4 separate regions of the Mus musculus genome follow, and regions 2, 3 and 4 are each linked to region 1. The links are chromatin contacts, called in public HiChIP or PLAC-seq and promoter capture Hi-C maps. All regions are on one chromosome and are shown on one strand. The core of a region is the stretch at or near the end of the contact, and the rest is flanking DNA. Distances in the headings are between cores, read along the strand shown.

Region 1 (5,941 bases), core at 1,735-4,234:
GATATTAAATGATCTGACAGCACGAACAGGCTAGGCTGCAAGCTCTGACATGTCTAGGACAATTAAAAAGTGCCTTAAGCGCCTGAGGTCTTTTCTTGGGGGGTAAGGTCAACACCTGACCTCCTTGATCATAAACAAGAGGGTGAGTTTGCAAAATCAATTCAAGTGCGCCAAAGGTTACCCTGCTCTCTTTTCCTCCACTCAAGAGTTAAAAAGTCGAAAGGGCTTGGAAGACCCTTGCTTTCTGCTGACTTGACAGAACAGGGGACTGAGGGTCAAGTTTACAGTGGGCAGCTGCCTCACCCTCAAAAGCTCGCACCAGAACAGAAGCATCCTATGCAGCCAGCCAAAGCCACATATCACCTTGAGGCCTCCGCCTTAAGCAGGGGTACAAATAAATAAATAAATATATTTTTTTAAAAATCCCGGTGAAATTCTGGTAAGCAAACGGGGAAAGGAGGAGAGGCAGGAAGCCAGCCCAGGAGCTAAGCAAACCATAGGGAACTCCCCATCATTGCATTTATTATTCCAGACTGACATCCCCCCCCCCCCGCCCCTTATTCTCTCTGACCTCCACGTAAGGACTTTCGCCTCTAAACTCTGAATTTTAAAAACTTCAAATGCTGTAAAAGTACCCACACACAAATGAAAGACCTGAGAAAGGGGGGGGGGGGAGATTCACTTTGAAATCCAAGGTTTATCAGCTTTCAATTTGCCATCTGGAGTAAACCCACTGGATGCCCAATTGCCTCTGCCTGTATCTCTCTTCCTTTCTCAAACCACAGCTCAAATCACTAGGAGTCCCAGTGAAACCTGTTGCCTGGACCTAAGATGAGCGCCCCCTCCCATTGGCCCCACCCCTGCCTCCTCCGCCAGGAAGCAGGCTGTGCCTTCCTTCTACAAGCCAATCCCAATGCCACAGGCTGTGCTCGGCTGACAAAGAAAGTTCCATTTACTCTGCATTGGAGTTTCTTTGCAAGGTCCCTTGGCGGGAGGCTGCCCTCTCAGGGAGCCGACCCCCCTCCCCCCAACCTTGGCTTGGCAGCGTCTGAAGCTGCAATGGGACAGACACTAAAAAGGAAACCCCCAAAACCAGCCACCGCAGCAAACTTCTGAGCCAACTCGCTAGCTGTTTAAAAGTACCCAGTTCTAGCACAGAAGCAAAAGAAGGCGCTGTCCCTTTAAACAGGGCTGTCAATGCCCAGACCGGTACTGAAAAGGGGCAAACAACAACTATTTAGAAAAAAAAAAAAAAAGCAACCTACCGTCTTGGAATCTAACTCATGGTGGGGCTGACCTAATACTTTATCTACACTTGCTGGGTCTGCGAAGGTGACGAAACCGAAGCCTCTGGAAGGAGACAAAGAGGGAGAAAAACAAACAAAATGTGACACTACTGAGCGCAACAAGGAGACCCTATATGTAGACTAGGATGCGAATGTTGCCCCCACGCACCCCCCATCCCCACCAGCTCCCTCTATTCTCCTCTAACCCACAGCCCTCTGCCTCAAGAGGTAAAAATACCAAGGTTAGTGGGGGAAGCGGGACGAGGGGGCAGGGCGGCTGGAGGTAACTTGGAAAATGCTGGTGTCTCCACTCTGGCCGCCTCAGTTTCCTCTCCTCCTCTTCCCTTTCTTAAGGCTTTGTTTTATTCCGAAGGAAAACGGACACTAAGATATTCATTCACCTCCCAAAGAGGGGACTTCAGAGTTTGGGAGTGTGCAGAAGGCATACATTCAAATTTTTAAATTAAAAAAAAAAAAAAAACTATGTGGAAAGTGGGTGAACTGAATGTCATTTTAAACAAGAGAACAAGAAGCGACAGGAAAATGACTTCAAGCGGGAGAGATGGGCGTCTCTGAATCCAGAGTTCGGCCCTAATTAACAATAACCTTTGGGGTTATGGGGGGGGGGAGCGACGTTCCAACCAGCCACGCGCCTGAGCCCCATTCTAAATCCGCTTAGCTACTTCCGAAGACACCTCCAAAAATAAAACTAAAACTTTGTTCTAAAATAAAGGCAAAATCGAGAAGGGAATGCGTTACCTGGAGCGTTTCGTTGTGGGATCTCTCATGACCATACATTCTCTAATTTCTCCAAATTTGCTAAAATAGTCTCTAAGGCTATCTGTAGAGAGAGAGGGAGAGAGAGAGAGATGGGGGGGTGGGAGAAGGTGTGGAGGGGGGAGCAATGCAATTTTTTGATCAAGGACAAAAAGCAAAAGTAGTTTTCTGTTGTTATTCTGTTTTGTTTTTGCAATATTTTTGCACACGAGGGGGAAATTCAGCAACAGAGGTCGCGTAGAGGGCTCGGAAAGGATTTGCTATTTAAAAAAATAACCTTGCACAGGAGAAGTGGGGAGCCAATGGCGGGGTGGGGGGGCTCTTACACTGGGATAACAAAGAGCAATAAAGAAGCCAAGAAGGGGGGGACCCAGGCGTCCCCCCCTCCCTCCCTTACCTGGTGAGGTCTGCCAGCTCAGTCCACCGATAAACATTTTACTAGAGGGAGAAAACATAACCGAAGTGAGCACCGATGTCAGATCGGCCATTTTGACGTGTAACTTACAAAAGCTAAAAGGAAAGCTGGGGGGGAGCGGGCGAGCGCGAGCCTGGAGGTGGGCTGGGGGAGAAGGTGGCGGCCCCACGCCACCCCAAGGTGCGCGAGTGCCCCAAGGGTGCGCGCGGGGGCGCGGGGGGCGCGCGAATGCCCCGCTCCGCACCGTCGCCCGCACAGCCCCGAACGAGCCCGCGGCGGCGCGGTGGGCAGCGGCTGGAAACTTACCCGGGGTCGTGCTGGGAGTCGTTGGCGCTGCCCGAGGTGCCTGGGCTCCCATTTGCCTCCATAGCGGAGCCCCCCCGCCCCCCCACCCCCGACACACCGAGCCCCACAGCGAAGCGGAGCGCAGCGGCGGCCGGCTCCGAGCCCCAGATCTCCGTCCCTCCTCCCCCGCCTCCTCCCCCCGCCCGGCGGCTGCGAAGCTCCGCGAGCGCCGAGCCGGGCCAGCGGCGAGAGCCCGTCACACGTGGGCTCGGCTCAGCTCAGCCCCGCCGCCTCGCACACCCCCCGTCCCCGCCCCCCCGGCCCATCCCCACCTCTCCCCCTCCTCCTCCCCACCCCCATCTCCTCCTCCTCCTCCCCCTCCTCCCCGCGCACGTGGGGCGGAGTTCTAGAACGTCGTGTAACCAATGCGGTGACGTCACGCACCCCGTTCGGTCCCCCGCCTGTCCGCGCGCGCACACGCTCGGCCCCCCGCGGCAGCGGGACCCATCAGGGGCGGCGCGCGAGCCCCGCGACTCGAGTGGGGGGGTTGGCCACGCCAAGCAGGCGGGGAGACGGGAAGCGCACCCCGAGTCGGCTCAGATCACATGGGCTGGGTGTGGGGGAGGGGGAGGCGCGGGGAGCTCGGCCCGGGCTGTTCGCTGGGCCGGGAGGCGGCAGCGCCCCCGGGCCCCCCTAGTTCGGACTATTCATTCAAGTTCCTGGGGCCCTGCGCCCGATTCGGAGGTGGCACCCGCCGCCCTCCCTGCCTCTGTGCCCCCGTTTCCAGCCACCGCGCGGAAATTTAGGTCAAGGACGCCGGGAGCACACCCACACCCTGCGCTCCCAGGGCAGTCCTCGAGAACCCCGGGATCTGGGGGGCTTGCGGATGGAGGAGACCCTCCTGCACGAACACCAGCCACAAGTTTTATTTTCCCTTCGCGCGGCAAGTTCTCTGGCTCCCGCTCCACACTGGCACGTCCTGCACGGCTCCCCGCCCTTCCCCGCCAGAGGTACGGAGCCGTGCCCGCGAAGGTTATTTCGGAACTTTGAGAAACTGACGCGATAGATAACAGGGGGCGAGGAAGCAACCAGACAGGGCTTGCGCCTTACTCAGACCGCGATTTGAAAATATAATAAAGTGGGCTTGTAGGGGTCAAGGTCAAATGATTGGGGTTCAAAGCAAATGTTCATGGAGATTGAGTAGCAGTTTGGGAGTATCCCGAGGGTGGTTAAGATAGGTGCTTATTTCAGAAAATCCCTCGACCATTCATCCGTTATCTAATTTATTTATGTTTAAAGTTACTAGGGCTTCCTCTGTAAAGAGTGTAAGCGCCAGGAGTGAAATGGCTCTCTATCTCCCAAGACCTGCGGTAGGTCTTGGAGATAACAAAGCACCTTACCCCTAGTTTTTGGAACTAGGAGCCTCACAGATTCTGACACTTAGTAGGTGTTTGGTAAAAGTTCCCTTTCTCCCCTGGCAAAGTGTAAACTCCAAAGGATTGGTGACTGTAGCTTCCCGGGGGAATCGCACACTTCGTATTCCAGGCTGGCCAGATTCAGGCTGTATTCAATTTATGGAGTATTTAAAACAGTACGGATACAATTATCCTTATTGTTTTAAATTATTACAATAAACCAAGTTAATATGGCATGAGGGGCAACATAAAGTTGTGGTTCATCAAATCCCTGGGTTAATGTTAAGCATGCATTGATGCACAATTAACACTTTCCCATTAATTTTCATAGGATTAGGAGACAATGGAATTCACTCATCACCAAAACTATGCCGTGTCCATTGTGGGTTTGGAGACATTTGGAAAAATCTCAACACAGCCAAAGCTTTTGAGTGGTCAGACTGTCAATCTCTCTGTCCCCTAAACTGGGGTAGTGCCTCTCTGACAGCATGGATGGGCGGAGCATTTGTAGTGAACAATGTAACAATGTCAAAGTCCCTTTTTAAAATTGTGTACTTACATGGACTGTGTTTATTATAAATTGTGAATATGATTTTTAGAAGGCACTTCATAAGACTTCAGACCACAAACCCTGCTGTTTCCCAACACTCCAAACAAACTGATTTTTGAATCATCTGGGTTCCCATGTGTTAAAGAGCTGCATGTTTTTATGATGGTAATTGTTTTTTTGCGATTATTCTCAATCACAAAGTACAGGCAACACAGCTAATTGGATTATATTTTGGATTTTTACCGCAGAACCACAGATCATCAGAGCTAGAAAGGCCTTTCTTTACCCGGCTCCTTCCTTGAATATGGGAGTCCCAAAGGTGCCAGGCTGTCAGGCCGCCTTCCCACCCCAACCAGTTAATACCTAAAAGGGGCTCTGGCCATGGTTCAGTGCCCTTTGACTCTGTAGTGTGCTGTTTGTTGTTCCTCGATAGGCAGAAGTCAGTGGCTACCTTCCTGATGGAGACTTGAACAAACTGTTAAGTGGTGAGCTGGGAGGAGACCTGATGGGGCGGGGCCCCGAGCACTGCAGTGTCCAAGCCAGAGACTGATAAAGGACTAAAGGAGAAGGCTACTACGTCACTGCACTGTTTTTCTTAAGGTTGGTATTGTTGGAGTTGGAGTCTTGCAATGCAAGAACCCAGACAGGCCTTGAACTGGAGAGAGCATCCTGACACTGGCCACACCACCACCACCACCAAGTTTTATTTTTCCTTCGCAGATTGTGTTGTTTTGTTGAGATGGTGTCTCATGCGGCCCAGGCTGATGGTGAACTCCATAGATTGCGGAGGATCACGGCCTTGAACTTCTGACATTCTTGCCTCTGCTGTTGCAATTGTAGCTTGGGGCCACCGTGCCAGGTTTGCAGTGCTGGAGATCAACCCCTAGGCTCCCAGTGTCGCAGGGAAGCTTCCACCAACTGAGCCACACACCCAGCCTTCAGGAGGTTGTTTTGCTTGTCCCATCTCACTGCACTCACCACATACCTAGGTGGCAACACTCTGCTACAGGCCTTCTTCCCCTGCTCCCTGGTTCTGAGATTTGACCGATGTACAGATTGTAGGGTGACCATCAAGATAAACATGTGGGACAGTTTCATTGTCCAAAGCAAACACACACACACACACACACAAAAAAAAACCCTCCCCCTACCGCCCTTTGCACTAGGATTAGTAAGGGTTGATGATTCAGTGTTTCTTCTCCAGCTCGCTCAG
Region 2 (5,941 bases), core at 1,777-4,276, 1.6 Mb before region 1:
GTGTGTGAGGTTACAATCACCTCCAAACCCAGCTTAAGGTATATACTGAGAGGTGCACAGAAAACCAGTTTAGTAGGCTGAGAGGAGTCAAGAAGGTACTATACTCAAACCGGCCATGGAGTTCCAGGTGAGTCGGGCCACACAGCAAGACTTGCTTTCAAACAAAATCCACACGTGTGAATGTTTTCCCCTTCCATTTGTTTTCCAGGACTTGAGACTCTGTGACCCTCCCGGCCTGGAGATGGCTCAGAGTTTAAGAGCACTCACTGTTTTTTCAGAGGTCCTGAGTTCAATTCCCAGCAACCACATGGCTGCTCACAGCCATCTGTAATGGGATCTTGTGCCTTCTTGTTGGCGTGTCTGGAGACAGCTACAGTGTACTCATAAATAAAAATTAATTAAAATAGACTCTGTGATCCTCAAATATTGCCAGTAAAATTCTCTACCTCAACATTTAAATTGAACATATTCGGATTACTTGTTCATTTTGTAGTTTTGGCAGTGGCTTTTGTTAGCTGGAATGGTTACCTTTTTAATGTATTTGCATCCACTTACCTATAAAATAAAACCTAAAATTGGTCATAGTATCTAGCCTCCATGTTATATTATCTTCATTCTTATTACTTTTATTTAGGATTATTTCTCATCTAGATACTATTTTCTGTTACTATAGTGTTTCTATATAATACTATTTAAGATATTTAAAAACAAGCATAATGCATATTATTTAGAAGTAGTCAGCCTTCAGTTTCTTTATTCATTTCTATACATATTCACATAGAATTTTTCTTTAGAAAAAAACAAAACAGGTAAGCATACATTATACTGTAGCATTTAAAATTTTCATTTTATATGATTTCATGACATACATTATACATTTAACATCCTTTTTAACACTTGTAACTACTGTATGGCTATATCATGATTTTGTTTAGTTTCTTATTGATAATCTGAGTCATTATAAAAGTAATAGCATTTTGGGGGATGTGTCTTGTGGCAAAGGGCAGAGCAAAGTCAGCCCCTAAGTGCTGTTTTTGTGAGACATGGTCTTGGGCTAGGGCTCTGGTTGGCTTTCTTCAAGTTCTCAATCTTCTGTTTCAAGCTCTCCAGTGCTAGCAGACTCCCTCACCCACGAGCTGACAAAGGACCTTTAACCCTTACTTAGCCAACTACCAATTTAAGCACTGTATGCCTATTTTTTAACAAAGACCTCTAACTAATTACAGATTTCTTTTATTTTCTACTATTATGAACTAGCCTGATAACTAGTTCCTTAAACATTTTGGGTATATATGGCAAATATACCATAATCTATAGGCTACTGTTATCATCTGTTATACTACAGGGCAAAGGTTTCTCCATATTGTTGAGAATTCCAAATGCCATAATATTTCCCACAAACTTTTGATTGTTTTTTTAGTCTGGCGACTTAGCCCAGGCTGGCTTTGAACTCACTAAGTAGACCAGGCTATTCTGGAGATGGTTTCTGCCTGGTCATGAAAGGCTATGATTAAAAGCTAAAGACATGTACCACCACACCCGGCCTCCACAAATTTTTAGGTATAGATTAAATTTTAAAGTGTAAATAGAATGTGGTGGCATACCTATGTATATCCTAGCACTGAAGAGGCTAAGGAGGGAGTTGAAGGCTGGCATATGCTTTATAGCAAGTTCTAGGTCAGTGCAGGTGACATGGGAACATCAGCAAAAAGGTACAATTCAGGACACGTTAGTAAAATTATTCTGCAACTATCAGCCTGCATCTAGTTCAAAGACCATAAGTGGTTTGAAATGAAAGCCTTTTTTGCTTTTGGTTTTTCAATACACGGTGTCATTGTGTATCCCTGATTGTCCTGGAACTCCACCTGCCTCTGTCCCCCAAATGCTGGGACTAAACGAGTGCTCCACCATGCCCAGCTTGTGAAAGCATATTCTATCTCTACTTAATTAAATTATGTGTGTGTAGATTATTTTGGGTTATATTAATATATGTGCATGTGAGTGTGGGTGTTTTAGGTGGGCAGAATGGAGTTGGAGTATAGGCTGGAGACCAAAGGCAGGGTTAGAGAGTGGTCCTCCCCCGGAGTAGCAAGTATTCTTAACCTCTGGGCCATCCGTCCTACCTCCATAAATCTTGTTTATAGTTCATATAATTTTTAAAAAATGTTGCTAGTAACGAAAAGATTCTTTCTAGATTATCAATTCTCTGGATTGGGTTCATAAATAACTTTGTAATAAGCTTAAGAGAAGAATTAAGATTTAAGTATTTGACCAACGCCTTTTGTCTCACATACCCTCAATTTCTGCACCCTAACTGGTCTCTTCTGGAAGGAATTTAGAAGCGATTCCCTAGACTCTTTGTTAGTCCCCATAGCAAAAACAACTCAAGCTGCAAGAAAGCCTTAGTCGGTGGGATGTGGATCCAATTGTCTCACCAAAATGAGAAGACGTGGTACCTCTCCCCTGCAATCCTTACTTCCAGGAAGCTTGGAGACTTCACTATACGTCCAGTCTATCATGAACTAAAGAAACCTTGTCTCAAAATAACAGGTCAAGAGAAATCGCCGGTCCATTACAATTGGAGCTTTCAAATGCATTTACTATGGAGGGGGACTAAGTTTTTTTTTTTTTTTTTTTTTTTTTAAAGCTTAAAGTCTGCGTTTCCTCCCAGAGGCGGAAAGCAAACACTAACCAAGCAAGAGTTCCCGGCTCCAGGGTCTCCTTAGGTGACCCACAAACAATGGGAACGCAAATAAGACTCTCCGTCCCTTCCTAATACTCGGGAGCGTGGCTTCTTCCAATTAGGACGCACCAAGGAGCCTACATCACTGGCGGTAAAATCTGCGAGGCGAAGGGCACCGCGCCGACGCCCGACACGCCTCCCCGCGGCACCGCCTCTCCAAGTCTCGTGTGCTGCGCGCACCGCGGGAACCGGGCGCCCGCCTCTCCTCCCGCCCCGCTCCGCCCCGCCCCTCCCCTCCCCTCCCGCAACGCCGAGTGCGCGTGCGCATCGCGTCCGCCCCGTTGCCGCGCCTCTAGCTGCCCTGGTTACCGTTGGTGTTTGCGAATTCTCTGTGGCGCCTGTTCCGCCCCGGACGGGCCCCGCGGCGGTTTTCACACGCGCGCGCCGGCGTCACGTGGGCCAGGGCTCCCACGCGGACGCAGGCCAGCTGCTGAGGCGGGAGGAAGGCGTTGCGGCTACCGCTAGCCCTTCCCTCTCCGCCCCAGGGCTGGCGCGCGGATAAAAAAAAATGGCGAAATGCGGGGTAGCCGGTGGGGAACCCGACGGGATGGGGCGCGGAGGTGGCACTGTTGTGGGAGCCTGCTGAGGTGAGCGCAGCTGACCTGGCGACCTCGGGCCGGCGCCTGACAGCGCAGACACGGACTCCGAGGGTCGCCGAGGGCCCCGCCGAGAGCCGGAGGCAATGGATGAGCAGAGTGTGGAGGTGAGGGGCATCACGGAGGGTGGCGGCTGGGCTCCTTTTCTATCCGGGGCCCCATGCGCTCGCCCTCCCTGTGGGAGGCAGCCTCTGCGAGTCGCGGAGAGGGAGGCTGGCCCGGCGGTAGTGCTTCCAGCCCTCAGCATGCCCGGTGCTGAATCTGTTCCGCAGTCAGGTGCTGCGGAGCTCCAGCGATGCCTTGGCACCTGCTCTCGTCGCTGTTTGCAGGCTGAGCCTTTCTAGAGCAAAATTGCAAATTCATCGGAAGGACTTGCCCTGCTTTCTCGCCACGACTTGCTCTGCATGATTAAACATTTTTTTCACCCTCAGCGGTTCATTTTGTAGGACACACACACCTCTCTCACACTCGACTGACTTAAAGACTAGTAGTTTCCAGCATTGATTCTTGTAAGATGATTTCATGATTGGGGTATTTCCATAAAGGCTAGAATCATCAAAACGATTGCTTGGGGGCTGGGGGGCGTGAACCGTTCAGAGACTAAAGTACTACATGATTTTTGCTTTTTAAAAATAAGGGATAACTTACTGAGCATTGCTCTTGAGATTAACCCAGTTCACCCCCATGGTTTTATTGTCTTCCCAAAGCCAGTTAAGAGTCCGCATCTCTCAGGACCTGGTCTTGCAGTTATGACCATCAGTAATTTTCTACTTAATTGCTCTTGTGAAAGTTGTGTGAAGGTTTTGTAAACTTTTCTTGGTTTTAGGAGGGTTTAATTTTTCTGGAATGGAGTAAAAATAGACGTGGGTAAACTTCCCTGTTTTCAATTTTTTTTTAGTTATTAACTTAATGTCAATAGGGACACTCGCATTTATAGTGGCTGCAGATTTTCAGGCTCACATAATTAGTTGATTACATCAGGACAGAAATTCAGATTCTGAATTAGTTTGCCTCTAATCACGATATCTTTACAAATGTTTGTTTATTTAGTGTGTGCATGGGTGTGCATTGATGTGCCGGCGTGGAGGTCAGGACAACTTGGAGTTGCTTCTCCTTTTACCATGTGGGATTCCTGGGATAGAAGTCAGGTCTTCAGGTTTGGTGGTAGGAGCCTTTGGCAATGCTGAGCCACCTTGCCCGTTCCAGTATATCTTCTTAAAAATTTGCTCATGTCTGGACTCAGTGATGCATACTTTAATCCCAGCCCTTGGGAAGCAGAAGCAGGCAGATCTCTGATTTCTAGGCCAAGATAGTGAGCACAAGGTGTTTCAGGCTGGCCTGAGCTACATAGTGAAACTGTCTCTTAAAAACAAATTCCATCCCTTAATTACAAAAGTAGTTCATCTCCATTGTGGAAATCACAGAAGTAAAAAGTTGTCATTGTGTATTTAGTCATGCAATCTTTCTTCCATTTCTTACTGATACACACATACACAGTTTTCTACTATAAGTATTTCTGCATGCTGTATTTGGCATAATTTACTTAGTATTTGTCTGTAAGGGCTGTAATCACATTCTTACTTTTATTATAAGTACCCCCTCAGTAAGAATATTTCTACATAAAGTTTCTCTTTGCATTTCATGGTTTCATTTTTTTTTTTTGATGTGTATCAGAGTGAGTATGTGTGTGTCTGTGTGCTTGCGTGTGTCTGTTACACATACCCAGGTCATTGGTCATTACATTCCACCTTTTGTTTGAGACAGGGTCTCACTGGCCTGGAACCTCACCAGTTAGCCAGGCTAGTTGGCAGTGGGCTTCCAGGGATCTGCCTGTGTGTGCCCCTGTCGTGTCATAGCTGGGATGGCATGCAACACCATCCTGGATTGTACCTGAATTCTGGGGTTCTCAGACCCTTATGCTTTCAAGGCAAGCGCTCCATCGTTTAAGCCACTTTCTTAGTCTGTTTGTTTTTCTTGGAATCATCAGGCTTATTAAAAGACAAGCATGTTTTCCAGATGTTCTGACTAATCAAGTTCTGACAGGGAGTATAGTTAAAACTGAGCATTATTAGTACCAAGTAAGTATAAATGTTAAGTGAATTGTTTTCTTCTTCTTTTCCTTTTTTTTCTTTTTCTTTTTCTTGAGACAGGGTCTTACTGGCTTGCCTGGGACTCGTCATGTATAGTCTCAGACTGATAGAGATCGCCTGCCATTGCCTCCTGAATGCTGGAATTAAAGTCGGTCACCATCATGCCTGGCCTTGCATGAAGTCTTTTTATGTCATGTTCTTCAGTGTAATCTGGGACCCTTATCTCTTTTGTTTTCAGAGCATTGCTGAGGTTTTCCGATGTTTCATTTGTATGGAGAAATTGCGGGATGCTCGACTGTGTCCTCATTGCTCCAAGCTCTGTTGTTTCAGCTGTATTAGGGTAAGTTGTATTTCTTTTTATGTATATTCAGGTTTTTTTGTTATTAATCTTTTTCTCTTTTTTTTTTTTTTTTTTTTGAGAGACAGGTTTTACAGTGTAGCTCTGGCTGGCTTGGAACTCACTCTGCAGATCAGGTTGACCTCAGCCTTACAGAGATCCACTTGCCTCTGCC
Region 3 (5,941 bases), core at 1,864-4,363, 1.3 Mb before region 1:
GGGGGAAGACAGGGTCTTGCTATATCACTGGCTAGTCTAGCAACTGTTATATAGCCCAGAACATCCTCTATTTCTTTTCTTTTCTTTTTTTTAAAGATTATATTTATTATTATACATAAGTACGCTGTAGCTGTCTTTAGACTTGCCAGAAGAGGGCATCGGTTTCATTCTGGGTGGTTGTGAGCCACCATATGGTTGCTGGGATTTGAACTCAGGACCTTCAGAAGAGCAGTCAGTGCTCTTAACCACTGAGCCATCTCGCTAGCCCCCATCCTCTATTTCATAGCACTCCTGCGTTCGTATCCTGAGTGTTGAGATTATGAGTATGTCACCAAACATGATTCAGAACTCTTCTTTATCATATATAAATCAACTTTAAAACATCTGACAAATATATCTCAGAAGCCAATTAATTAGGAGTGTATACGTTTAGTGACCAGGCAATATTATGAAAGAAACATTTTTGATATCAAAACTTCATCAAGAAGACAGGGATCCTGGATAATATGATGGTAAGCTGATTGTTTGATGTGAACACATACAAAGTAGTACTGTATGCTTCTTGGTTTCCTGACTACAAACTCACAGCAGAATATTCTGTTTGTTACATTAAGTCCACCCGTAAGCAGGGAACGTCCTATTTTACCATAACTGTGTTTTTCCAACACCTGGTACACCACAAACTTCTGTCGTCTTCATTAGGGGTATTCCACCCCCAAGAATGTTATCGAGTGCTGAACAGAAGGTGATTATGAAGCCCTGGGTATGCTCTTGCTCGAGAAGTTCCAGTGCTGTGCACTTCTCGTTTGCCACAGATGTACCGGCACATCTTGGTTTATTTGTGAGACATTCTCTTCTTAGAATTTGTAGAGTTTCCAAGGCTTCCTCTTTAGATATCCCAACTTCTATAAATAAAATAAGAAAAAGAAAACCTGACATTAGAGAATTAAAAGTATAACTCAGAGCCTGGCATGGGGGCCCATGCCTTTAATGCCAGCACTAGGAAATCAGGCAGGCCAGCATGGTCTACAGATCGAGTTCCAGGACAGTCAGGACTACACTGAGAAACCTTTTTCTTTCCTTTTCTCTCTCTCTCTTTTTTAAAAAGATTTATTTTTATTTTATATACGTGAGTACATGTAGCTGTCTTCAGACACACCAGAAGGGGGCATCGGATACCATTACAGATGGTTGTGAGCCACTATGTGGTTGCTGGGAATTGAACGCAGGACCTCGGGAAGAGCAGTCAGTGCTCTTAACCGCTGAGCCATCTCTCCAGCCCCCAAACCTTTTCTTGAAACAAACAAAAGTCTAACACAGAAATGAATTATCCAATTATTTAGTTATTTAGCAGTTGGGGAATCAAAACCAGGGCCTTGGGCATACATAGCTAGTTAGTGCTCTACCCATTCTGCTACTACTCTGTTAGCATCATCGCTGGGATGTAAAATTAGACTAGGGGTATAGCTCTGTGGTAGTGTTTAACATTGGCAAAGCCATGAGTTCAATACACAACACTTAAACAAAAATCAAACCAGATTCCATTCTGTCCTCTTTGATCACCATCAAAGAGATGTGCATAGTATTACTGGCACAGTGGGTGACTACAACGAAGTTTGGATTTGTGAACATTAAGGATGCAGTGGTCCCCACTTTGGTTTTTTTGTTTTGTTTTTTGAGACTGGGTTTCTCTGTGTAGCCCTGGCTGTCCTAGAACTCACTCTGTAGACCAGGCTAGCCTCGAACTCAGAAATTCACCTGCCTCTGCCTCCCAAGTGCTGGGATTAAAGGCGTGCGCCACCACTGCCCGGTTGTGATTCCCACTTATCTGTAACCTAAAGAACTCTGAGAAAAGTCGGGGGCCAGGGCGGGGGGGGGGGGGAGGCAGTATTCCTGTGAATCACGAACGTCTTTCTAGAGCTTTCTCCTGGTCTAAGGGAATGTTCTATTGCTTTTCTCACTGAAATATCTCTAGTCCTTCTCTAATCCTTTATTTTTCAACTTCAATTCCCCCCCCCCGCCCCCCAGGATCTTTGACCAAGGAGAATTACATGGCTTGTGATTGTTTCCCAACCCAGTTTATCATGAAACCTCAAGATGAGAAGTCGGTTCTTTCATCTACAGATTGGACACCCTGGTCCAAGAGGAGCCTTCCTTAAACCATTAAGTGAGGCACTCCTCAAAGCATCCAGCGAGCACGGAGAAAGCAATCAGTAAACGTTGCTCCACACAGTTCCAAGCTCAAGAGAATTTCAGCGGTGTCAAAAGATCGGCTTGGCGGAGGCGGCGGAACGAAGACGGAGGCGGCGCCAAGCGGCCGCGGTGCATCAGCTGGCAGCTGGGAGTCGTTACCTTTGCTGAGCTCGGAGGGCTTCACCTCTAGGACGTCCTCCGCCGTCTGAAACCCCGCAGCCACCAGCTTCCCGCGCACCGCTGGAGACAGCGGATAACCCACCAACTCCCGCTGCATTTTTTTTTTTTTTTTTTTTTTTTTTGAGAGCTCGGCGGCTACGCACGCAGTGACGTAGAGCAAGAGGCGCGAAAGCGCTGGAAACCCAAACCCCGCCCTCCCGCGGGGGAGGGTCAGTGGCGTGACGTCACACGCGCGGCGTAAGGGGCGGGGCTCGCGCGGCCTAGACTCACGAGGCCTTGCTGCTGCTGAGGAAATCCCACACACTGGTTTCATGTAAGGTTGTCTTCTAGTTTCACTCGTCCGAGTCACGTTTCGGATATAGCCTGACAGTGAACACAAAAACAAAAAAAGAGGCCGGAGACGCGGAGACGGTAGCCAGGCCAAGTGAACCCTGTACAGCATATTTCCTCACCATGCTCTGCCCTCTTTCACGGGTTCCTCAAGAATCCATCCTCCTGGATGGAAGTTGTAGTAGACGCAGCAACCAGAAACTGACCAGTTGGCAGTTTCCTGCTGTGAAAAATTCAAAAAACCCTTGTAGGAGGTCTGTTGTGTGTCCCCTGACCCTTGCCAGGCGACCCCTTGCTTTTCCCGCCCTCGCGGGGGATTGTGGGCCAGCCTCCCACTTTGGGGGGCTGCGGTAGGGAGTGGTTGGCGCCCACGCGCGCGTCCACGCACTCGCCCGCTCACGCACGCACGCACAGCTTCCGGTGGGTGACCCCGGGACTCCGGAGCTCCCTCAGAGTGTGGCGGTTTCTGAGCATTCATGTCGGCAGGCCTGCCTAGAGTAAGAAGTAGCTGGAAAAGTAAGCTATCGTGTCCTTGTCGTCTCGTGGTCTAGCCTGGGCCTCTGGTGTCCCGAGGGAGGAGCTGGACCTCTTTAGTAGAGTTGACCGGGGATGTTGACGGAGCGGGAGTGACTGCTTCCACATCAGAACTTTTGGGGAGATTGGCAGTTTGGAAGGTGGCTTTAAAGGCCCAAGAAATACGGAAGATGATATAAAAAAAAAGTGTGTCGTGCCGGGCAGTGGTGGCAGCACGCCTTTAATCCCAGCAGTCGGGAGGCAGAGGCAGGCGGATTTCTGAGTTCGAGGACAGCATGGTCTACAGAGTGAGTTTCAGGACAGCCAGAGCTACAAAACAAAACCAAAAAAAGTGTGTCATACCTACCTCACATTTCAAAAAAAAAAAAAAATCTAGCATTTTTTTTGAAGACAGCATCTAAACTTTCTAAATTATGGGATATAGGAATACGCGACTCTCCCTGCTTTTGCACTACTTATTGACAACAACTTCTTCTTTCTTTTTTTCTTTTCTTTTTGGTTTTTCGATACAGGGTTTCTCTATGTAGCCCTGGCTGTCCTGAAACTCACTCTGTAGATCAGGCTGGCCTCGAACTCAGAAATCTGCCTGCCTCTGCCTCTTGAGTGCTGGGATCAAAGGTGTGCGACACCACACCGGGTTCTTTTCTTTTCTTTTTTTAACTTGTGGGTTTTCAAGACAACCTCTTTGTGTAGGTTTCTTTCGTGGCTCTCCCAAAACTGACTCTGTAGAGCAGGCTCTCCTCGAAGTCACAGAGATTCATCTGCCTCTGCCTCCTGAGTACTGGGATTAGAAAGGCCAGCGACCTCCCCACCCCCACCCCCTACCCCCAAAAAAAGCCGGGCAGTGGTGGTGCACGCCTTTAATCCCAGCCCTTGGGAGGCAGAGGCAGGTGGATTTCTGAGTTTGAGGTCAGCCAGGGCTACACAGAGAAACCCCGTCTGGAACCCCCCACCCCCAAAACAAAAGAAAGGTCAGTGCCACCAATGCTCAGCTAAAGCAACGACTCTTTATTATTACATTTCTTTTGTGTTTGTGTGTGACACACAGGCCACATTACTAGACTGGAGGTGAGAGAAATTGGTTCTCGGCTTCCCCCATGTGGTATTGGGGACAGATGGAATTGAGGCTGTCAGGCTTGGCAACCAGGCCCTTTACCTGCTGTACTACCTTTCCCCTCCCTGCCAGTGATTCTTAGCCTGGACTTTTATTCAGGAATTGAAGCTTTAAATACTCCAAATCAGTCATTCAAGTACTAAGGAAGGTGGCGACATTTTGAACAGTGTAGAGAATGTCACAGCTCTTAAATGTGCATAGACACGTCATTCAAAGTATGAGGATGGAAAAACAGCACCATTTTCTTGAAACATAAACTTAAAAAACTGTTTACTATCTGGAGCAAGCTCCAAATTCCGTGTCTCTCCTTGGAGGAGGAGAATGTATTTATCCCATTTGGTGACTCAAAAAGCTTGGTAGGACTGGACAAAATATGGTTTATGTAAGTACATTGTTTAGCTTACATAGGATTTATATATGAGTATTCGGTTATTATTAGATGTTATTCCCCAGGGAGAATTTGGGCTTAATATTTATAAAGCAGTTGGATTCTTAGGTGAGAAGGTAGTGAGAAAGAGAAAAGGGGCAGGCAGAGGTAGCACACGCCTCTAATCTCAACTGAGTTCGAGGCCACTCAAGACTACACAAGAGAAACTATGTCTCAAAACAAACAAACAAACAAACAAACAAAACAAAAACAGATAATAGGGCTGGAGAGATGGCTCAGTGGTTAAGAGCATCTGCTGCTCTTCCAGAGGACCAGGTTCAATTCCCAGCACCCACATGGCAGCTCAAAACTCTGTAACTCCAGTTCCAGGAGATTGGACGACCTCACACAGACATACATGCAGACAAAGCAACAATACACATAAAATGAAAACTAAATTACTAAGATTTATTTACTTATGAATGTGAGCACACGTCACTCTTCTCAGAGACACTAGAAGAGGGCATCAGCTCCCATCACAGATGGATGTGAACCATCATGTGGCTGCTGGGAATTGAACTCAGGACCTTTGGAAGAGCAGCCAGTGAGCCATCTCTTCAGCTCTGAAAACTAAATTATTAAAAAACAATAATAAAATAAGTAAATAGGAGGAGAAAATGGAAAAAAAAATTCTGTCCACACAAAAACCTGAACATAGTGTTTCTAGATTCTATATTCATAGTTTTTAATTGTAGAAGCAACCAAGATGTCCTTTAGTATGTGAATAAAACTGATCTACCCAGATATTGAAAATATTACTCAAGTAAATGAAATGAGCTTTCAAATCATGACTAGACCACAGGAACGGTAAACACGTACTGCCAAGCGGAGAGAAGGCAATCTGAGAAGGCTGTGCACTGTCTGGGTCCACCAGAGGACACGGCATCAGTAAAACGAGGAGCAGCTCCTAAAGCCGCAGGCAAAAGCGTGGGCGCTTGGTTCTTAGGGGAGTGAGGATACTCTCTGTGGTACTGTTAGTGTGGGTGCATGCCTGTGTGTCTGCCCAAGGCCACAGAATGCACAGCAGAAGTAGAGTCTAATTTAAACTGTGTACTCTGGGTGACTATAATGTGCCCAAGACAAGAACATCTCAGGATATAGATAGATGCACTAACAGAGGAAAGCAGTAGAGCAGTGATTCCAAACATCCAGTATTTGCCGCC
Region 4 (5,941 bases), core at 1,507-4,006, 1.0 Mb before region 1:
TTTAGAAGTGATGTCTTGTTTTTATTTTTATTTATTTATTTATTTATTTTTATTTTTTTGGTTTTTTGAGACAGGGTTTCTCTGTGTAGCCCTGGCTGTCCTGGAACTCACTCTGTAGACCAGGCTGGCCTGGAACTCAGAAATCCACCTGCCTCTGCCTCCCAAGTACTGGGATTAAAGGTGTGCGCCACCACTGCCCGGCTCTTTCTTTCTTTCTTTCTTTTGAGTTTAACACTAGATCTTTGACATGAGGTGTTACATAATCTTTCTTTCAGAAGAACATCTCTCAAACTATGGGGTTTTATAGATTTCTGATTTTATTGCCATAATAGATTTACTTAGCATGGAATTCTGACCATCTATAGAAGCTCGAGTGTATGCAGTGATAAACTGTCCTTGACGCTCGAGTGTATGCAGTGATAAACTGTCCTTGATGAAGTGAGGTTGCTTCAGAGCTGTTGCTCAAATGCATCTCAGTGCAGAGCTAGATCTGGCATCTGGCACAGCATGTGCAATTTGTGTGTGTTTCAAAGTAGGAAACTTACCATTACCCCAGACTGCCTCAACTGACCATGCTCTCTTTCTTTAGTCTTTGGATAGACAGGGACTGCTGTCACACTTTCTGGCTTTTGCTAAGCCATTACCTTCTATTGTTTCCCCAGAGTAACTAAAGATCCTGATTAATATTTGCTGGGTTTGCTTGTTACTGATGGCAGAACGAGGCTGTGGTGGCAATCTCGTGAAGAAGGAAATTAGTGTGGCTTATCTATTTCTATATACTGCCAACCTGTCCAAGCAAAGCCATTCTATGGAAAGCTGATAAGGAGCTCCGTTTTTCTCCTGCTACTCTTGCCTGTGCAGCACCGTGCCCTACTTTGGAGAACCTGGGATAGGGTTTCAGCTTGCGAGGTACGGTGTCTGGAATGTCTGTAAAATAGGGGAGCCACTGTGCCTCCGTGGATTCCCCCCAGCTCTAGAGGAGAGAAGGGATGGGAGGATGAAAGGGCCTATTTTTCCCCTAGTTGTCCTGAAGTTCAAAGACACAGCTGGTGTCTCAGTGGTGCCAATGCATCTGGAGCAGCCCAGTTAGTGGAGACGTAGCTGTCGCCTGTGCCCTTTTGGTTGTTAGTCTCTGAAATCCCTTGCCAGTCCCTGGTGGATCGCTGGCCCAAGTCCTGCCTTTCTGCTTGGCCTCTTTGAATTCCTGTGTACTGATCTGTCTTACTAGTAGGGTCTCTAGGCCGTGGGCAGTAAGTGCACACCATACCGTGTGAGGAAGCTTATTGAAGATCTTGTGCCTGCATCCATCACAATTACAATGCTAGCCCATTCTGGCTCACGTGACTTGTGTTTCTAGTGGATTGTGTTTCCACATGGTTCCACGTATGGAAATTTTTTGAAAATCAGGTAATTTCTCCTTAGAATGTGAGAGAGCTGAGGTAAGAAGTTTTGGAGTGAGTGATAACTAACATCTCCCATAGCAACCTTAGAGAGTTCTGTCCTCCATGCAGGCTATCATTTATTCCCCTTTCAAATGCATTCAGAGACCAACAGGTACTTAATAGGTCATAAAATCCTCTAGCTTCCTCTTGGCAGGCTCAGTGCTCTCTGGTTTGAGTGTTCTTCGCTGTCTGTGTACCCAGAAAGCTTTTTCCACCGATGTTGGTGATAGGTCTGGTATTCTTGTCATAGACTAGCTGGTTTCCGTGATCTCTGTTGATCACGTGATTCGTACTCAGGGTTCTAACTCTCCCAGACGCGTGCCATCCAGGCTCCTGGGACGCATCCCCAGAAAGAGGCATCTTAGTTCTTCCTAATTTTATTGCCTTTTGTTTTGTTTTGGAGGCAAGGTCTTCCTGTGCCCTGGCTCCACCTACCTGCACCTTGCAAGGGCTGTGTTTATGAATGGGTTCCACCACATCAGGCCTGTTTGGCTTTTCAATTGGGAATCTTACTGCATAGTCCAGGTGTGATATTGTCTGCGTAGCTCAGGCTGGCTATGACCTTGCAGTGCTCACCCCGAATCAGCCACCAAAGCACTAGGATTATTGAGCAGGCACCACCAATGCTAGGCTGGACTTTTTTTTTTTAAGTTCCCTATTCTGTTCTGGCATCGAGGTGATTTCTTTTCCAGCTTGTACATTGCCCTTTCTCTTCTCTGTCTGGTGTTTCTATATGTAGTCAATTCTTTCAGGTCTCTTGCTTAGGAACTGTTTGCCACATCACATAGTATGGATTTTTGTTTCATGTCTAGGATCTTATTTGTCTACCCTACCATCCTCTGGCTCCCGGCTGCAAAGACTGTTACCTATACCTAATCCGGAGTCTCCTAGACCCAGAACAGACCTTCACCCTTTCCTCTGTCCAAAGCAGTCTTCAGTATTCAATGTCCTCTGCACCTGATTCATGGCTGATTTTTTACTATTTCGCTTGGGTCCAGGAGAAAGGGAAGAGAGGAAAGGGGGGGAGTTGAGGGGAAGAAGGAGAGAGGGAGAAAGAGTGGGAGGGAGAGAGAGAGAGAGAGAGAGAGAGAGAGAGAGGAGAGAGAGATTCTGAACACTCCTTTTGTGTCGGCATCTCTGTGAGGTGCTTTGGAAAGACTCCAGCCAGGCATGGAAGGGCTCTTTGATAATATCTGACGGGTGGGTAAGAATTTCAGGCACCTGGCCAAGATACACACTGCCTGTAATCGTTAACTCAGTCTGTAAACAGTTCAAACGGCACCGAGAGGCCGTCCTTTATTACATTAGAAGAAGCCTTTCATCTCCCTTGCTCAGGAGCCAGGCATCCAGGATTGGCCTCCTCAATGGCTTTGCAGCCGTGGTATTCTGTGCACAGCACCAAGACCCAGGACATGCAGGAACATATAATGGAGCCTTCTCCAAATGACTGCCTTTCAAGCTTCAGGCATTGGAGCAGTAACTATGGGACTTCCTGTTGCCTTGCACCTGGCTGATCCTGGGAAGGCAAAGTGTGGGGAGTGGGGCCAGGAACAATCAGCCGGGAAGGAGGTCGAAACTCTCATTTCCCACCCACACTCGTGTCTGCAAACTCTGGGACCTCCTCTCCCCTGCCCCCTTCACATTTCATTCTGCCCCTTTGGCTCCACACTGATGCGGAGTTTGGTCCTCAGAGTATTTGATGTCTCCAATTAGCTATACAATTGCCCAATATCCCCAGACCCTAGTTTAGGGTACAATGCTATGCTATGGAGCCCCCACCCCGACTGGAGCCAAAGATAACAAACATTCCTGCCCTGGAGGTGCCAGCTAACTGAGACCTTAAGACAATACGAGATCTAGAGGAGAGATAAGCTGTCCGAGTTTATAGTAAGTGCCAAGTAAGCTGTACAGTGGCTTTTATGGGCACTCACAGTGAGAGAGTAGCCATGCACCCAGGGCTGTTGGGGAAACCCCATGGCATTCTGTGAAAAGTAAAATATTTTTCAACATGTTAAAAAAAAATATGTAGCTTCATTCAAGTCTCTCTTTCACTTCCTTTCTCTACTGAAAGTTGCTGAGCTATTGAGTGACTCGGGCACTTAACTGAAATCATTAAGCCTGTGAGCTGCGTGTTTGTTTTTTGAAACCACGTCTCACATAGTCCAGACTGCGATTGACCTTGAGCTTCTGACCCTCTGCCCTCCACCTTCCCAGCGCGGGGATCACAGGAGTGACCCACCACACCCAGGGTACGCCGCCGCGCTGGTGAACAGATGCAGGGTTTAGTTCTTACTAAGCGAGCACTCTTATCAGCTGAGCTGCGCCAGCGGCCCCTTAACCTTACCTTTAGAGAATGGGCTAGAGTTTGGCAGAGTAGTAGAGTTCCGAGACCTGTTTTCCCACTGGGTATTCTGGACCCTAACAATGATCCAGAAAATCTAGTCACAACTTACCAAAGCACCTTAATTACCAAAGACACTCTGACCCGGCCTCATCTTTTCAGTTTAGACAGAGTCTTGCTCTGTAACCTAGGCCAGTCTGGAATATACTATGTAGCTCTAAATTCAAGGCAATCCTCCTGTCAATGTCCCACATACTGGAACCATTGGTATTAGCTACCATGCCCGATGTAGAGAAATCCTTTTCTGATATCTTTGAAAATGTTCATGTGTAGAGACTAATGTCAGCAGAAAGAATTCATTTGATAAAGCCAAGTAGCAGAATTTAGATTGTGTCCTAATTGTGTTTGTGTGTGTTTGTTGTTTGAGTGTCTCCAGCCTAGGCCTCAGACTTTCTGTGTAGTCAAGGATCATTTTGAACTTGTGATCTTCCTGTTCCACATCCCAAACTCTGGGATGATAGGCATGACCCACCTTGTCTGCTTTCTTCACTGCTGGGCAATCAAGCCCAGGTCCCTTCTGCACATTAGGTAAGCGCTCTACCGGCATGTCCAGATGCCTAACCTAGGCCATAGGTTTCAATAGATGTGTACTAAAACCTCACTTGAATATTGCTGAAGCCGAGGACCAAAGATCCAGGGTTTGCTCCTTCTACCAAAAGCTCAAGTGCAAGCAGCTAAACGCTTCCTCTGCAGGACAGTAGATTAGCATTTGCCTTGCTTCTTCCCAACTAAAGGAAAACAGAGAGCCAGGAGACATTCATCCAGGAAGGCACAGGCTGCTGTAGACCTGAGCCCCTCATCTGACTCCTATTTCAGTTGTTTACTTTGCTCTTAGCTCAGATTTCTGGGTTGTCTTATTTATTTTGCATTTGAGGTTTGTCTGTTTTCTCGCCATCTGGATTTTTCTGTGCTGATTCTGAAGATCGCTTTAGGGAACTGGGATATAAAAAAGACAGAGCTGCTGAAGGTGTTCTTGTTAGTGCCCAGCCCACAGCCTTTGGTGTATTCAGTAAACTCGTGTGTGTGTGTGTGTGTGTGTGTGTGTGTGTGTGTGTGTGTGTGAGAGAGAGAGAGAGAGAGAGAGAGAGAGAGAGGTCGGGGAATGTACAACCCAGCATCCATCAGGGATTGGCCTCTGAGACAACTAATATTTTCCCCATTTTATGGAAAAAGCAGCAATTCCATCTTTAAAGAAACCCGTGCATCTCTTTATAAGAGCACAGGCACTAAACGGATCAAGTTTGCTCAGCACTGTTACTTGTTCATGGTGGACGGGAGCGTGGTTATTTGAAAGCACATGGTAGGGCCTAGTTATGTAGCACAATTATAGAATCCCAGATTTCCTACAGTACCTGTGTAAGGAAGCTCTGAAACTTGCTCCCTGACTGGCTCAGCCATGCACTGGTCAATTCTGAGGTCACCTGCAGCCTCAATGCAGTGGGGAGGTGACAGAGGGTGGGGAGGTGACAGAGGGATCCTCTAATTTTCTTCACGACTACAGAACCTGCCTTTTGAGACGTGACCAATCTTGAATTTTGGCTTCCCATTCCGGTTGATTTTCTTCTGTGTTTAGTGGAGAAAATACCAGGAATTGTTTTCTCCTCTTCCAGTCACGGTTGCACAGGCTTACAGTGTATCCACGGACTTTTAGAAGGCTTGCAGTGTCCAGCCCTCCCTCAAGGGTTTCTGGCCAGGCACGTCTGATATAGGGCCTGAAACTTTCTGAAAATGCCCAGGTGGGGTTGGTGCTGCTGGCCTGGAGCTGCACGTCGAGGGTCACTGCTCTAGGCTACTTCCTACCTTCTTTGTGGCATCAACATTTTCTGCTGTTATCACAAGGCAGCAGCCAAACAAAGCTTAAGACAGATTGGCTTTAGTATTTCCTAAGTGACCACTTGGTTGTGACAGATTTTTGTCTTGCTTGCGGAGATAAAACACAGCCTTAGAGGTCATGTCCCCGAGGCTAGGTCAGTTACCTACTTACCACCAGCAGCCATTCAATGTCTTATTGATTTGAAAACAGCAGGCAGCTTGTGGGAACCTGCATTAGGGAAAAAATATTAGCTAGACTACAGAACTGGCAATGTGGCTCCGGAGG

What was found. Promoter capture Hi-C pulls out the DNA fragments that hold promoters and counts their contacts. HiChIP or PLAC-seq counts read pairs in DNA pulled down with a chosen protein or histone mark.
Region 2: a promoter capture Hi-C map of pre-B cells shows a contact between it and region 1, with 3 times the contacts expected there. The contact joins the promoter of Trim37 here to the promoter of Msi2 in region 1. A contact is called at or near these places in 2 of 39 promoter capture datasets (liver and pre-B cells).
Region 3: an H3K27ac HiChIP or PLAC-seq map of thymic regulatory T cells shows a contact between it and region 1, with 9 times the contacts expected there. The contact joins the promoter of Tex14 here to the promoter of Msi2 in region 1. A contact is called at or near these places in 2 of 39 promoter capture datasets (liver and pre-B cells) and 1 of 115 datasets of contacts at active chromatin or transcription factors (thymic regulatory T cells).
Region 4: a promoter capture Hi-C map of liver shows a contact between it and region 1, with 2.5 times the contacts expected there. The contact joins the enhancer-like site here to the promoter of Msi2 in region 1. A contact is called at or near these places in 3 of 39 promoter capture datasets (the 3T3-L1 cell line, hippocampal neurons and liver) and 3 of 115 datasets of contacts at active chromatin or transcription factors (extraembryonic endoderm stem cells, large pre-B cells and thymic regulatory T cells).

The regions. Positions count from the first base shown.
Region 1 is chr11:88,715,245-88,721,185 of GRCm38.p6, forward strand. Msi2 (musashi RNA-binding protein 2) reads right to left here and starts at 2,985. Exons shown (of 14, transcript NM_054043.3): 1 at 2,785-2,985; 2 at 2,461-2,501; 3 at 2,046-2,127; 4 at 1,266-1,350. The coding sequence starts at 2,846. It overlaps C030037D09Rik (RIKEN cDNA C030037D09 gene), which reads left to right and starts at 3,399. Exons shown (of 4, transcript NR_038058.1): 1 at 3,399-3,773; 2 at 5,162-5,328.
Region 2 is chr11:87,124,049-87,129,989 of GRCm38.p6, forward strand. It overlaps Trim37 (tripartite motif-containing 37), which reads left to right and starts at 3,027. Exons shown (of 24, transcript NM_197987.2): 1 at 3,027-3,446; 2 at 5,668-5,769. The coding sequence starts at 3,426.
Region 3 is chr11:87,401,952-87,407,892 of GRCm38.p6, forward strand. It overlaps Tex14 (testis expressed gene 14), which reads left to right and starts at 3,114. Exons shown (of 31, transcript NM_031386.2): 1 at 3,114-3,219. It overlaps Rad51c (RAD51 paralog C), which reads right to left and starts at 2,555. Exons shown (of 9, transcript NM_053269.4): 1 at 2,353-2,555; 2 at 647-905. The coding sequence starts at 2,470.
Region 4 is chr11:87,686,930-87,692,870 of GRCm38.p6, forward strand. All of the region lies in intron 2 of Rnf43 (ring finger protein 43), which reads left to right. Among named protein-coding and RNA genes, the nearest start is that of 1110028F11Rik, 9.6 kb to the right of the region's middle. Within about 2 kb of position 2,757, at least 87 of the 459 cell types and tissues checked have an H3K27ac peak or open chromatin away from gene starts, as enhancers often do. A contact at or near this core is called in liver, where this site is marked.